Linked DNA regions of Mus musculus: region 2 is linked to region 1. A link is a contact called in public promoter capture Hi-C data. All regions are on one chromosome and are shown on one strand. The core of a region is the stretch at or near the end of the contact, and the rest is flanking DNA. Distances in the headings are between cores, read along the strand shown.

Region 1 (6,321 bases), core at 1,579-4,078:
CAGACGGGTGAGGATTTGACAACCGCGGGATAGCCTTAGGCGCCAAGGCGGTGACTGCGTCTGCGCCGCCCGGGCGAGCCTATCCAGGCCGGGTTTTACCGTCGGTCCAGTTGAGAGCGTTTCAGGTGACTCAGGACAAGTACCTGCAGGACTGTCGGCCGATGGCCTGCCGATCCTTTGACTTTTGGTAATAAGTTACACAAGGTGTGGCCAGCTCAGCTGTGGGTCCTGCAAATCTGACCAGCTCCACTGTGGGTCCCGCAAAGACAGATTTTGCCTTAGGATGCCAGTGCAGGCACACGGGCATCGATGGAGCTGTGTCTAGAGCTTCCTCTAGCCACATTGGGCCTCCATCCCTTCAGCCTCTGACCCTGCCACTCATGCATCCAGAAAGTCCCAGAAAGACAAAAACAAAAACAACTTGCTTCGGCTGGTGAAGCAGCTCAGCGGCTCTCTGCTTTCACAACGGTATGGTGTTTGCCCAACATGCACAACACTCTGCCTTCAATTCCCAGCATTGCCATGAATAAATAAACATAAGTAGACTGTCCACTTAGAAAAACGATTTAGAAGGCTGCAGTGGCTTAGATGCCTAGGACCAGCTTCTGCATGGAGAGGGGTTCTGAGAGAAGGGGTGCCTGGGAGCGGCGAAAACAAACGACTTGGGTCCAAGCTGGCGGCCTTGGTTCTGCTAAGATGGCTTTCCAAATTGCCCGCCCTCTTTCCCTCCTTCAGTCTGTCTCTCTCTCTTTTTCTCTCTGTGTTCTGCTCTGATGTAGACAGATTTTCTTGCTATTTTACAAATTCTGATTGAGATAGCTTTCTCTGCTAGTAAAACTAGAAGCTATCAGGAAAAACTGCTACAAAAAATTATTGGATCTTCAAACCAAGTCGGAAATTCTCTCAAGAAAATATTCTTGAAGAGCTGTTTTCGATCTCCAGAGATCTCCATACAGCTCTGCTCTCCTTAGAGGAAATTCTATTTTTTTTTTTTCTTTTGGTTTTTTGAGACAGGGTTTCTCTGTATAGCCCTGGCTGTCCTGGCACTCACTTTGTAGACCAGGCTGGCCTCGAACTCAGAAATCCGCCTGCCTCTGCCTCCCAAGTGCTGGGATTAAAGGCGTGCGCCACCACGCCCCGCTTAGAGGAAATTCTAAAGAACTGTTATTGCTGTCTGCTAGCTCAAAAGTCCTGGTTTGTTTTTTTTTTTTTTTTCATTTTTCTTTTTAAATTTACACCTCAATTCAATTATTTATTCCAGGTTCTCTTTTGATTATCCTATGAATCAGCATCCCCTGACCCCACCCCTTTGATTCTTAGGAAAACAGCAAGCACATGTTTTCTTTTAACATTGCAAAAGAATTCCGAGATCTGCCTGCTGTGTTACACACGGTTGCTAAGCTAGCTGGGTGGGATCAGCTAGCTGGGTGGATCTCCTGAAAAGACCATTTCTACCTGAGCTTGGATTTGCTGTGCCCCAGGCTGAACTTGAACTCAGGAATCTGCCTGTCTTTGTATCTTTCTGACAAGCTGGCTCATTAGTGCAGTTGTCTTTGCTCCTTTAGAGTCCTGAAGCCCCTCATAATTCATATTGCATCCTGAAGGTCCTGGGTTTACCATTTTGCTGAAACATTAGCCACACCTTTGCCTCCTGTAATACTCATGCTGTCTTAGATTATCATGGAGTCATTATCCTTAAGAGAGAGGACATTCCCTGAAGGGATGTGAAAACATGTACATTATTTATTACACAAACAAGCCTTATGCCCACAGAAGACACTGGACACTTTCCACGAAGGGCTCAGCAACATCTGGAGGCTCACACCAGGGCCCTGTACCAGCAGCAGGAACTGTGTTACTCTGTTTCCACCAGAGTTTGGCACTTAAGAGATTCAGCCTTGGGGCTGAAGAGATGGCTCAGCAGTTAGGAGCACACTGCCTGCTCTTCCGGAGGTCATGAGTTTAATTCCCAGCAACCACATAATGCTCACAGCTATCTGTAAAGGGATCCGATGCCCTCTTCTGGTGTCTGAAGACAGTGGCAGTGTACTGAGTACTCACAGACAATAAATAAATAAATAAATCTTTAAAAAAAGCATTATTAAAAAATTTTTTTAAAGGAGATTAAAAGCAATATATCTTTTGCATAGGACCTAAGTTTGATTCCCTGCGTCCTCATCGGTGTGCCCATAATGCCCGTTACTCCAGTTCCAAGAAACCCCACTCGTTTGGCTTCCCTGAGCACAATTAACAAGCTTAAGAAAAAAAAAAATGAATTAAGATGACTGTCAATGTCTAACACATAAACTTGTCATGAGTACTCTGAGGTAGTGGTCGGGCAGGGTGCCAACTGGAAGGTGTGAGAAGAGACATCTTCAGTCAGGATGCTTCTGTCTCTTTGATCTGAAAGGGCAGGGCGTTGTGGGAGGTCTGCCCCTAACCAGTCACCTCTCTGGGTTGCTCTGCTGCGGGTCTCCTAGGTCTAATGAGTTTTTCACATAGGGACTCCGGACGCCAGTTCGCTCCCTGAAGTGCTTGCTGGTAATGATGCAAGCAGGGGCATTTGAGACAAGTCCCATCCTGCGGCCTCTGAGCATGCTCAGTGCAGGTCGGCAGCGGGCTGGGACTCTAGACCCGCTCAGTTTGGCGCTGGTCTACCTTCTGGACGTGTTCCGTGGAAGGGGTGAGCAGGTCTGGTCCGGTAGCTTCTGCGCATGATCAGTGTGGAGCTGGCCCCGATCCAGTAGGGTAGCCTCTGGGCATGCTCGGCACCGCTGGGCGGGATCCTGGCGAGTAGCTGTTGCGCATGCTCAGAGTGGAGCTCGCCCGGCCGGAGCGCACAGGGGGCGGGCAGAGGCGGGGCCGCGGCGCCCTTATCCCGGGCGCGGGCGGCCGGGGTTCAGAGTGCGGGCCGCGGAGCGGGCAGCGCGGTCTCGGCATGGGTCCGCGCGCTGGGCCTGCGCGGGCGATGCCGCCCCGGTCCTCCCTGACGCCTGACGCCGAGTGTCGCCGCCCCGATGGCCGCCGAGCCCCCAGCGCTGCGCCTGCGGCCGCCGGGAAGCACCGGAGACAGCCCGCCGGTGCCGCGCCTGCTCGGAGGCTGCGTGCCGCTGTCGCATCAGGTGGCTGGCCACATGTACGGCAAGGACAAAGTGGGTGAGTGCGGCCTCGGGTCCCCTACCCCAGTCCTCTCTGTGCTCTGTCCCGGCAGTCCCCGGCCTCCGCCGTGCCTTGCTCTGGCAGTCCCCGGCCTCCGCTGTCCCCAGCCTCGGTGGTGTTGTGGGTTTAGCCGTCGCCACCCCTACAGTCACTGGTCCCCACTCTCCCCACCCCGGCATTCTCAGGCCTCCGGGTCACTGTCTTAGCTGTCCCCAGCTCTTCTGTCCCCACCCTGGCGTTCCCTGGCCTCCCATCCCGGTCACAGCTGTCTACGACTCTTCTGGTCCCCACACGGCAGTCCCCGGCCCCAGGCGTCCCGCAGCCTAGAGTCACCGGCTCCCGTTGTCCCGAGTGTCCCCTGTCCCCGGGGGTAGGAAGCCGGGCGCCCCCAGGAGCAGCCACAGGCTCCTAGTGGCGCGGAGAGGCGTGCCCCTTCGCTCCAGGGAAGGCGAGTGATGATTGGAGAAGGCGTTAGTAAAAATAAGGAACTTGGTTTTCTTTTCTGGACCGGGAAGTAAATTCTCTCTGGAGCTCAAGCTCTGTTTATTACCAGGAATAGTAATTGTTAGAGGGACCCAGATGCTTGATGCTAACCCGTCGCAGGAGGGGAATCAAAAGCAAACTGCTATATGTTTTTAAACTTGCCTTGGCTCATCCAGGATCACTCCCTGTCCCTTGAGAAGGATTCTCCAGTGTCTTTGATTGCGCTGGGAGGCGTGGTTCGGCGGTGCAGATCCTTGCCTCCTGGGTAGGCTTCACACTGGCTGTTCCCGAGAACAGTACACATATAAAATATGCATTCTTTCCTTATTCATCTTTATAGACTGTTCCCTGGCATTTGTTATGTGCTTTGTGAATTCAAGATTTGTAGAAACAGCGCAGGGTCCACTCCAGGGCAGAGACTGTAATTCAGTCCGATACTCACAGCGTTTGGGCACGGTAGTCATATGAAGTGTAGGGTGAACTTGGGACTCTTGTGGATATCTGACCCGGAACAACCGTTAGAGACGGTATGTGGGTATGTGTTTTGCTGATAAAGCGTTTCAGGTTTAGGCTGGTAAGGCAATAAATTTCTTTCTTTTCTCTCTTCAGTGGTATAGAGGATTGAGTCTAAGACTTTAGGTAAGAGCATTACCACTGACCTACATTCCCGAGGACTTCCTCTTTTTCTTTAAAGACAGGGCTCCCTAAGTACCACTTGGAACTCACTATAGCCTAGGCAGGCCTTGAACTTTGGATATAAAGCTGAGGGTATAGGCATGAACCTGCATTTTAAGACAAGCCTGGTTAAGCATCACACTGACACACTGTCCCAGAACCAAACCAACACCCACCCTTTACTGTGCTTGTGGGAAGCACACAGCCTGGAGCTCAGCTGCCATCAGGAAATGTTGAAAGACTACATCAGAGTTAGGAAACTGCACACTTGAGGTTCTTGGCTAAGATATTTCCTTCTGTGCATCATATCTGGAGTCTGCTTGACCCGAAACAATGGGATTCCTAAAGGCCTAAGAAAGTGATTAATTCCCTGGAGGTCCTGGAGACTATGTAAAAAACAGACCCAAATCAAGATCATCTGTGATTGGCACCTGGGACTAGCTTACAATGCTAGCGCCCTGTTTAGAGCCAACTGGTGAATAATTCCAGAGTGCCCTGATTGTGACTTTAAACCATGTCCCAAACAAACAGCCTGGAAAGAGCTAATTTCTCACCCGAACTGCTTCGTTGAAAAAAACGATTGAGATTTCAGAGAAAGTAGTCCCTAGTTTTGCTCTTAAGGGTTTTCTTGTTTGTTTGTTTTCAATTTCACTAGATTCTTTTGACTGAGAGAACAGGTTCTTGTGGTGCCCGCAGCCTGATGTTTGTTCCCCTTGGATTCTCAGATGTTTACACTGGAGACGGCACCAGTCCTCTTCCCTGCTCATAAATAGATAGCAAGGTAGTCAGCCGTTCAAAGTTCAGCCATTTTTATTATTCCCTTCCACTGTCACAGATGGGTCACATTGCTTTGAGCAGTGGTTCTCAGCCTTCCCAATGCTGCGACCCTTCATACAGTTCCACCTGTTGTTGTAACCCCCCCACCATAACACTGCTTTCATCAGTACTTCATGACTGATTGTGATTTTGCTGCCGTTATGACTCGTTATGTAAATATCCACGTTTTCCTAGGTGACTCCTGGGAAAGGGTCTTTCTGCCCCCAAAGCGGTCACAACCCACAAGTTGAGAGCCACTGTTTAGATCCTACCCAGCACACTGCCGAGGGGCCACCACCGCCTTAGTCCTCACTAAGCTGGGGAACACTTTGTAGAGGTTGTATTCATTGTCATGTTTAACTGCAGCTATACACTGTAACGGGGGTTTTCATTTTAGGATTGATCTTGTCTCAAGGACAGGAAAAGAAAATCATGCCACCCCTCATTGGTTGCCCTAGGGTTAATAGCTGCCACCTGCATTCTGAGTGCCCCTGGGCCATTGTTTTGGGGCACTTAACTATACACACTGACAGCATTCTGAACCTTTACTCGGACACTCCAGAGGCACACACTGTTTGTTTGTTTGCTTGTTTGTTTGTTTGTTTTTTGACCTGGGCTGCATCTTGTTGTTAAACCATGTTCATTTCTGTATAGATGTTCCTTGGCGGGCGATGTGACAGTTACCCTCATCAAACACACTGCTGCCTGGTGGCCTGGTGCCTCTGGGAGCTTCTCCTTTGCCCTGTCGTTCAGTCTTTGGAACAGTTGTCTTCGACCGAGTGCTCGAATCAGAATTTGCTTACCGGTTCCTCTCTGGTGAGATGTGCTTGTGTCTGCTGTAGCAGAAGATGTCTTAGGTCATTCCTGGACACCATAGCTCCTCTTGCACACCACACCACACCACACCACCAAAACGCAATAGACTGTATCAGTTGAAATCCCCGGTGTTCTCAAATGTTTGTGTTCAATCTTTTTCTGTTCTTATATTTTATCCCATACCACTGGCTTCACTGAGAAGCCCTTAATTAACATTTTAAACAAGTGGCTCAAAGGAGGTATGCAGAGATGTGGTGGTCTGTGGGGAAGGTTTGAGCTGACACCAGTGGTAGGAAGCCACCAGCGGTAGGAAGCCTCACGCTATTTCTCGTCACTGGTCTGCTCATTCTGTAGTGGAGAGCAGGGAAGAGA
Region 2 (5,867 bases), core at 1,140-3,639, 3.7 Mb after region 1:
CATGTGCCACTATACCCAGCCTTGTGTGTCCCTCAGCCCCGCCCTCCCACCTCCAGAGCTGAGGACCAAACCAACCTAGGACCTTTTGCTTGGTAGGCAAGTGCTCTACCACTGAGATAAATCCCCAATAAAATAGGAAAAGTCATATTTTCCTATTAGTTCCTCCTCTTGTAGTCAGTCAACCCTGGGGCTAAAAGAAAAAAAAATTGCCCTTGACATTTCTTTGATCTCAGGGGAGACATGAGGTCAGATTGGAAACCTGCCACATGCATGCAGAGGGTGCTGAGGTCAATTCTCAGCGCCCACATCGGGCAACTCACAACTACCTATGACTTCAGTTCTGGGGACCAGGTGCCCTCCTCGGATTCACAAGCACTTACCAACCTACAGACACATCCACATAATGAAAAAAAAAAGAAAGATACATTTCACAAACTAGTCACTGTGCCTTTGGATTGGCTAGATCTAGGGATGACAGATTTAGCATATAAAGATCCAGCTTAAATTTTTAAGGATTTACTTATATTATTTAAAATTATATCTAGGTGTGTGTGTGCAAGTGCACATGGAGGACAGAAGCCTCCGTTCTCTGGAGCTGGCGTTGCAGACGGTGTGTGCTCTCTGATGTCGGGTCTGGGATCTGAACTCAGGTCCTCTGGAAAAACAGCAGGTACTGTTGAGCACTGAGCCATCTCTCCAGCCCATCCTATTTAACGTATTGATTAAGCAACCTTAGATTCACACCCCTCCTGAACACTGAGTTTCAGACCTGTAAATTGAAAATGTGTCTTCTCTTGGGGGTAGCGCTGCACTTGGGGGCACGGCTGGCCTGAAATCCAGCTTAATAAGTAGCAGCTCTTACTCCTGATGCCATCTGATGTCTGAACTACATCAGCCCCTCCCTCCCCCCCCGCCCCCAGCCATGGTTACCGGGTGTGGGATGCTCTCACCTATGTTGATGGCCTCGTAGACATACTCAGGATCGTGCATGAGGTCACACAGAGCCACTAGGGCTTTCTGCCTTGTCAGGAGATCCCTTGACTGTAGCTCCTCATTAAGCTTGCTCAAGGCCCGGCAGCCATAAGCAATGGCGGCTTTTGTGGGGTCGATGTCAGGAGGCATATACATGGAGATGCGGGCATGAGCCATCTTTTCACACCTGCCAAAGGGCTTTGAAAATGAACCTCTGTAGAAACTGCTAATAAAAGAACAACAACAACAAACACACACAGAAGAAAAACTGTCATTATTACTATTATCAGGTAGAAGCTTATCCATCTCAGCCTCAAAACTGTCTGTGAAGACAAACAGGGTGGATACTTTCATCTGGATTTACTGATGAGCAAACAGGGGCTGACCAGATTTCTCAAGGTCACGGCACGGGTGTGGCCCAATGACAGAAGAAAATGCTTGGGATACTTGGTAGATTGGTTCCTTAGTCACAGTACCAAAGACGAGGGGGGGTTGCGGGGGGGGGGGGGATAGGCCAGCCAAGTAAAAACCAACATGTGTTCTCCTTTGATGCTCCTGCTTAGCTGGTGACAGCAATAATTTGTGACTGCCAGTTAGATAGATACTAAACTGCTTAAAAAGAGCTGTCCATGTAAGGAAATAGATTTTTGGCTAGGGAGTTGGTAAAGCTAGAAACTATCAAATAGATGCCCTGTTCCTTCCTGTTGGGGACATGCTTAGAACACTTTTGCAAGAAGGGTTAAAGAAGGATTTCTTGTCCCCCACACATACACTCTTTGAACAACCATAGGCAATGTGGCTTCAGGGTTAAGACTGGGATATAGTCCAGGTCCACGGGCTATCCTTGACAAGTCACTCCCTCTTCTATATGCATCATCTCTGCAGCTGAAGAGTTAGGTATTTCCTTTCTGCCCTTCCAGCACAGCCATATAACTGATACCCATGAGCCTGGCTGGACAGAACTTAGAATATATTGATTGTGGTTATTATCCTGATCACTATTGCAGAACCTGGCAGGACTCAAACTCTGAAGTTAAAAAACAACAACAACAACAACAACAACAACAAAAAAAAAAAAACCAACAAAAAAAAAAAAAAAAGAAAACAAAACAAAAAACCAAGGCAGGCCACCAGCCAAGACAAGGAGGAAAAGCCCCAGACTGGGAAGGTAACAGCCATCTCTAAAATGGGGTTCACTCCAGGGGATCTTAGTCTCTGGGACATGGGCTGCCCTCCTATAAATGGCACACACTACAGGAATCCTGCTACCAGCAGGAAAGGCGAGACCCAGGCTGTGAGGGCACCAGCCCCGTGTGAATGGAACTGGGTGGGTCAGGAAGCCCCCTATGCCCTGTGCCAGGCACCCACCTCACAGCTGCCTCACTTGCCTCAGTGCGTGAAGTCTCCTGGTGTCTGCCAGCCAGAGCGCTTGGCCCATTACCAGGCGACCTGGTTGCTAGGAGACTGCCAGCGTCTGCAGCTTCTCGGTCAATACTCTGGGGAGCCAAGGCGCAGGCGCAAAAAGACTAAGGCTAAGCCCAGTGAAGAAGGGAAAAACAACATAATTTTACAATGTTACTATGAAGAACAAAGACAAGTCTCCTTAGTGGTACAGATTTCCTGTGACCTTTGCATGCTTTGGGCCATCCGGGTGAAGGAGTAACTTTATACAGTTCAAGGCTAAGAATCTCAAGGAAATTCAGTTGCTCTCTCCGAGTCACGTAGACCTGACCCCAGAACTGCCCGGTCAGGGCCCATATTTCTGCAAGCTGATCCACCCAGTACATACTGGCTGAAGTGGTTTTCTAGGCCCCCAACACCACCTGCCTAACATCTCCTTTGGCTCCCCAAAGACTGTCTCCTCACCGAGTCTGGGTGGTGGTGCATGCCTTTATTACCGGCTACATGGGAGGTAGACACAGACAATATAGCAAGACCCCATTACACTCTCCATACACATAGGAGGGCCCCACCTAACCCCCCTCCCATATACATACAACATACCAAAACCCTGCCTAGTGTACTACACATGATATAGCAAGCCCTGACTAACTTCCCTAACATATACACATACGCCATATGGAGACTTTACATAAACCTGCATGTGCGCACATGCGTGCACGCGCACACACACACACCCTAAGACCTTGCACAAACTCAAACACACACAGAATGTAACAAGACATCTGTCTGACATCCCCCATAGACACAACTCAGTAAGAGCCGCCTAACCCCCTTAACATAGCAAGACCTTGCCTGTGTCTGTTTCATTTACTGCCTCTCTGTACCAAGCATATGCCAAGAAGCGTTTGATAAATGCAAAATGAATGACTTATGGGCTTGAGTTAAGAGTTACAATTTAAAAGCATTTTTTCTGCAATTCACACATTACCAAATGTATTAGTTACTCTTTCCTCGACGTGAGAGAATGCCTGGGAGAAGCAACTTACGTGAGAAAAGCTTTTAGTTTGGCTTGGAATTTCAGGAGGTCTGACCCACCGGTGCTTGGCAGACTATGGCAGTGGGAAAATATGAACTATGAACCAGGGATGGAGAGGAGAGGAGAGGAGAGGAGAGGAGAGGAGAGAGGATAGCTATTTCTAAGGACTTCCCCTCAGTGACTTGGCCCCTCCCACAGTCTGACGCTTCCACCATCGGGGGAGCAAGTATTCAAAGCATTGTAGTTTCCCTTGTTCTTAGTCGGGTCAAAGGTCACTAGGAGAGAGGTCACCCATTGGGCACATGAGACAGTTTTTTTGTTAGTATGACGAAAAACCAGACAAAAGGCAAATTGAGGGGAGAAGGATTTATTTCAGCTCACATATTGAGGGTATGGTCCATCATGGCAGCAAGGCAGGACAGCAGAAGTGACTCTGAGATCTGACACTTCACCTTCTGGTAACCCGATGGAACTAGGCGCAGGTAAAGGCGAACGCTGGGGCCCAACTGGTGCTCAACTTATATTCAGGGTAAGTACTTCTCAGTTAAAGCTCTCTGGAAACATCCTTACAGACACTCGCAGAGGTGTTCACCTGAGGGTAACTCTAAATCCTGCCAACAGTGATGCTCAAATATGGCAGACTGAATAATAGTTTCCCATCAGTTGGACCTTCCAGCAGTGTCGGCCCTATTTCCCATGCTGCACTGCTGGCGTTTCTCTTTCTCTTCCGGTCCCAGGTGCCGCGAGCGCTGCAGGTTACCGTGCAGACATGGCCAGGTCCAAGAACCATAGAACCAGTCCCAAAAATGGCTCAGAAATGGCGTCAAGAAGCACACACCTTTAATCCCAGCACTTGGGAGGCAGACGCAGGCAGATTTCTGAGTTCGAGGCCAGCCTGGTCTACAAAGTGAGTTCCAGGACAGCCAGGGCTACACAGAGAAACCCTGTCTTGAAAAACAACAACAACAAAAAAAAAAAAGAAAAGAAAAAAGAAAAAAAAAAAGGAAAGGAAAGGAAAGGAAAGGAAAGGAAAGAAACCCCAGCAGTCACAAAGATACGAATCTTTTAAGGGATTTGACTGCAAGTTCCTAAGGAACATGTGCTTTGCCAAGAAGCACAACAAGAAAGGCCTGAAGAAGATGCAGGCCAACAATGCAAAGGCAGTGAGTGCGCGTGCAGAGGCCATCGAGGCCCTGGTGAAGCCTCAGGCCATCAAGCCCAAGATGCCAAAGGGCCCCAGCCGCAGAGTCAGCCGTCTGCCTTTCATCGCTCACCCCAAGCTTGGGAAGTGGATTCGAAGCTACATGGCCAAGGGGCATAGGCTCTGCCAACCAAAGCCCGAGGTTCAAACAAGGCAGAGGCCAAAGCTCCAGCTAAGGTCCAGCTTCAGCTCCAGCTCAGGCTCCCAGAGGGGCCCAGGCCCCTGAGACGGCCCCATAGAAAAAGGCTCCTGCCAGTGTGAAGACAGATGGACTGCTGGGACACACCCACCTACCTACACACTATTTGCAGATGACCAGTGTCTTGGGCTTTTTTTTTTTTTTTTTTTTTTTTTTTTTTTACAAATAAACTTGAGGCAAGAAAAAAAATAGTTTGCCAGTGTTTTGCTGTAGAGAACACCTCTAGATCTGGGCAATGGTGATGTGTGTTTAGATGCCTTCTCGGGGATCTGAAGGCTCCTTCTGATGAAGACTACTCAGTGGAGTCTAGAGACATCTGATGGGTGATTGAGAAGGGATGAAAAGCCAGGGCAGCCGTAAGATTCCACTGAAATGCTCTTTGTCCCTGCATGGGGGATTGATCTTTTTGGAGCTAATCTTTCAGTAGCTGCTATAAAATAAACACCCAGAGTCCCAAAGTTACCACCCCCACCTCATGTCCTTAAAGTCCAGGAAGACATAGGCAAATGGTACACGCCCATTATTCTATCACATGGGGGAAGGAGGCAACAGGATCAGGAGTTCACAGCCACTATCATGGAAAATTTGGGGTCTGCCTAGACTACACGAGGGCTTGCTACAAGCAGTTTTTAAAAAGACTACAGGGGAGCTCTGTCAGCATGGCGACCATCATCTGTGTCTAACCCACCCTGGCAAATCAACATAGGCCTGTTTCTCATTTTGTTCCAGGAGAAAAACGGGTCTACCAGTCCTGCCCCATCCCCACTCCTTAGCCATAAAAAGCCTTGCCTGCCGATCCTGCACACACCCCGGTCTCCTCTCTATTACTTCTGTGCTACAAGAACTCAAGTCTCCAGCAGCAGCATCCTCACAAGAAACCCTTAACCTTATCGGGGCCCTTTAAAAGCTGAGTAACCTGAGCTTTGGAGATATAGGACCCTTTAAACTTGAGGCCTTAGAAGTGGAACCACTTGCCAGGCCGTGGTGGCATAAGCCTTTAATCAGAGCACTTGGCAGGCTGAAACAGACAGATCTCAGAATCTCTGAGTTCAAGG

The links. Promoter capture Hi-C pulls out the DNA fragments that hold promoters and counts their contacts.
Region 2: a promoter capture Hi-C map of second pharyngeal arch cranial neural crest shows a contact between it and region 1. The contact joins the promoter of Rsph14 here to the promoter of Ipmk in region 1. A contact is called at or near these places in 5 of 39 promoter capture datasets (cranial neural crest, frontonasal cranial neural crest, maxillary cranial neural crest and 2 more).

Annotation. Positions count from the first base shown.
Region 1 is chr10:71,344,935-71,351,255 of GRCm38.p6, forward strand. Ipmk (inositol polyphosphate multikinase) reads left to right here and starts at 2,829. Exons shown (of 6, transcript NM_027184.2): 1 at 2,829-3,156. The coding sequence starts at 3,018.
Region 2 is chr10:75,030,164-75,036,030 of GRCm38.p6, forward strand. It overlaps Rsph14 (radial spoke head homolog 14 (Chlamydomonas)), which reads right to left and starts at 2,390. Exons shown (of 7, transcript NM_001163535.1): 1 at 2,341-2,390; 2 at 951-1,195. The coding sequence starts at 1,149. It overlaps Gm40692 (a long non-coding RNA gene), which reads left to right. Exons shown (of 4, transcript XR_003948909.1): 3 at 546-670; 4 at 4,150-4,315.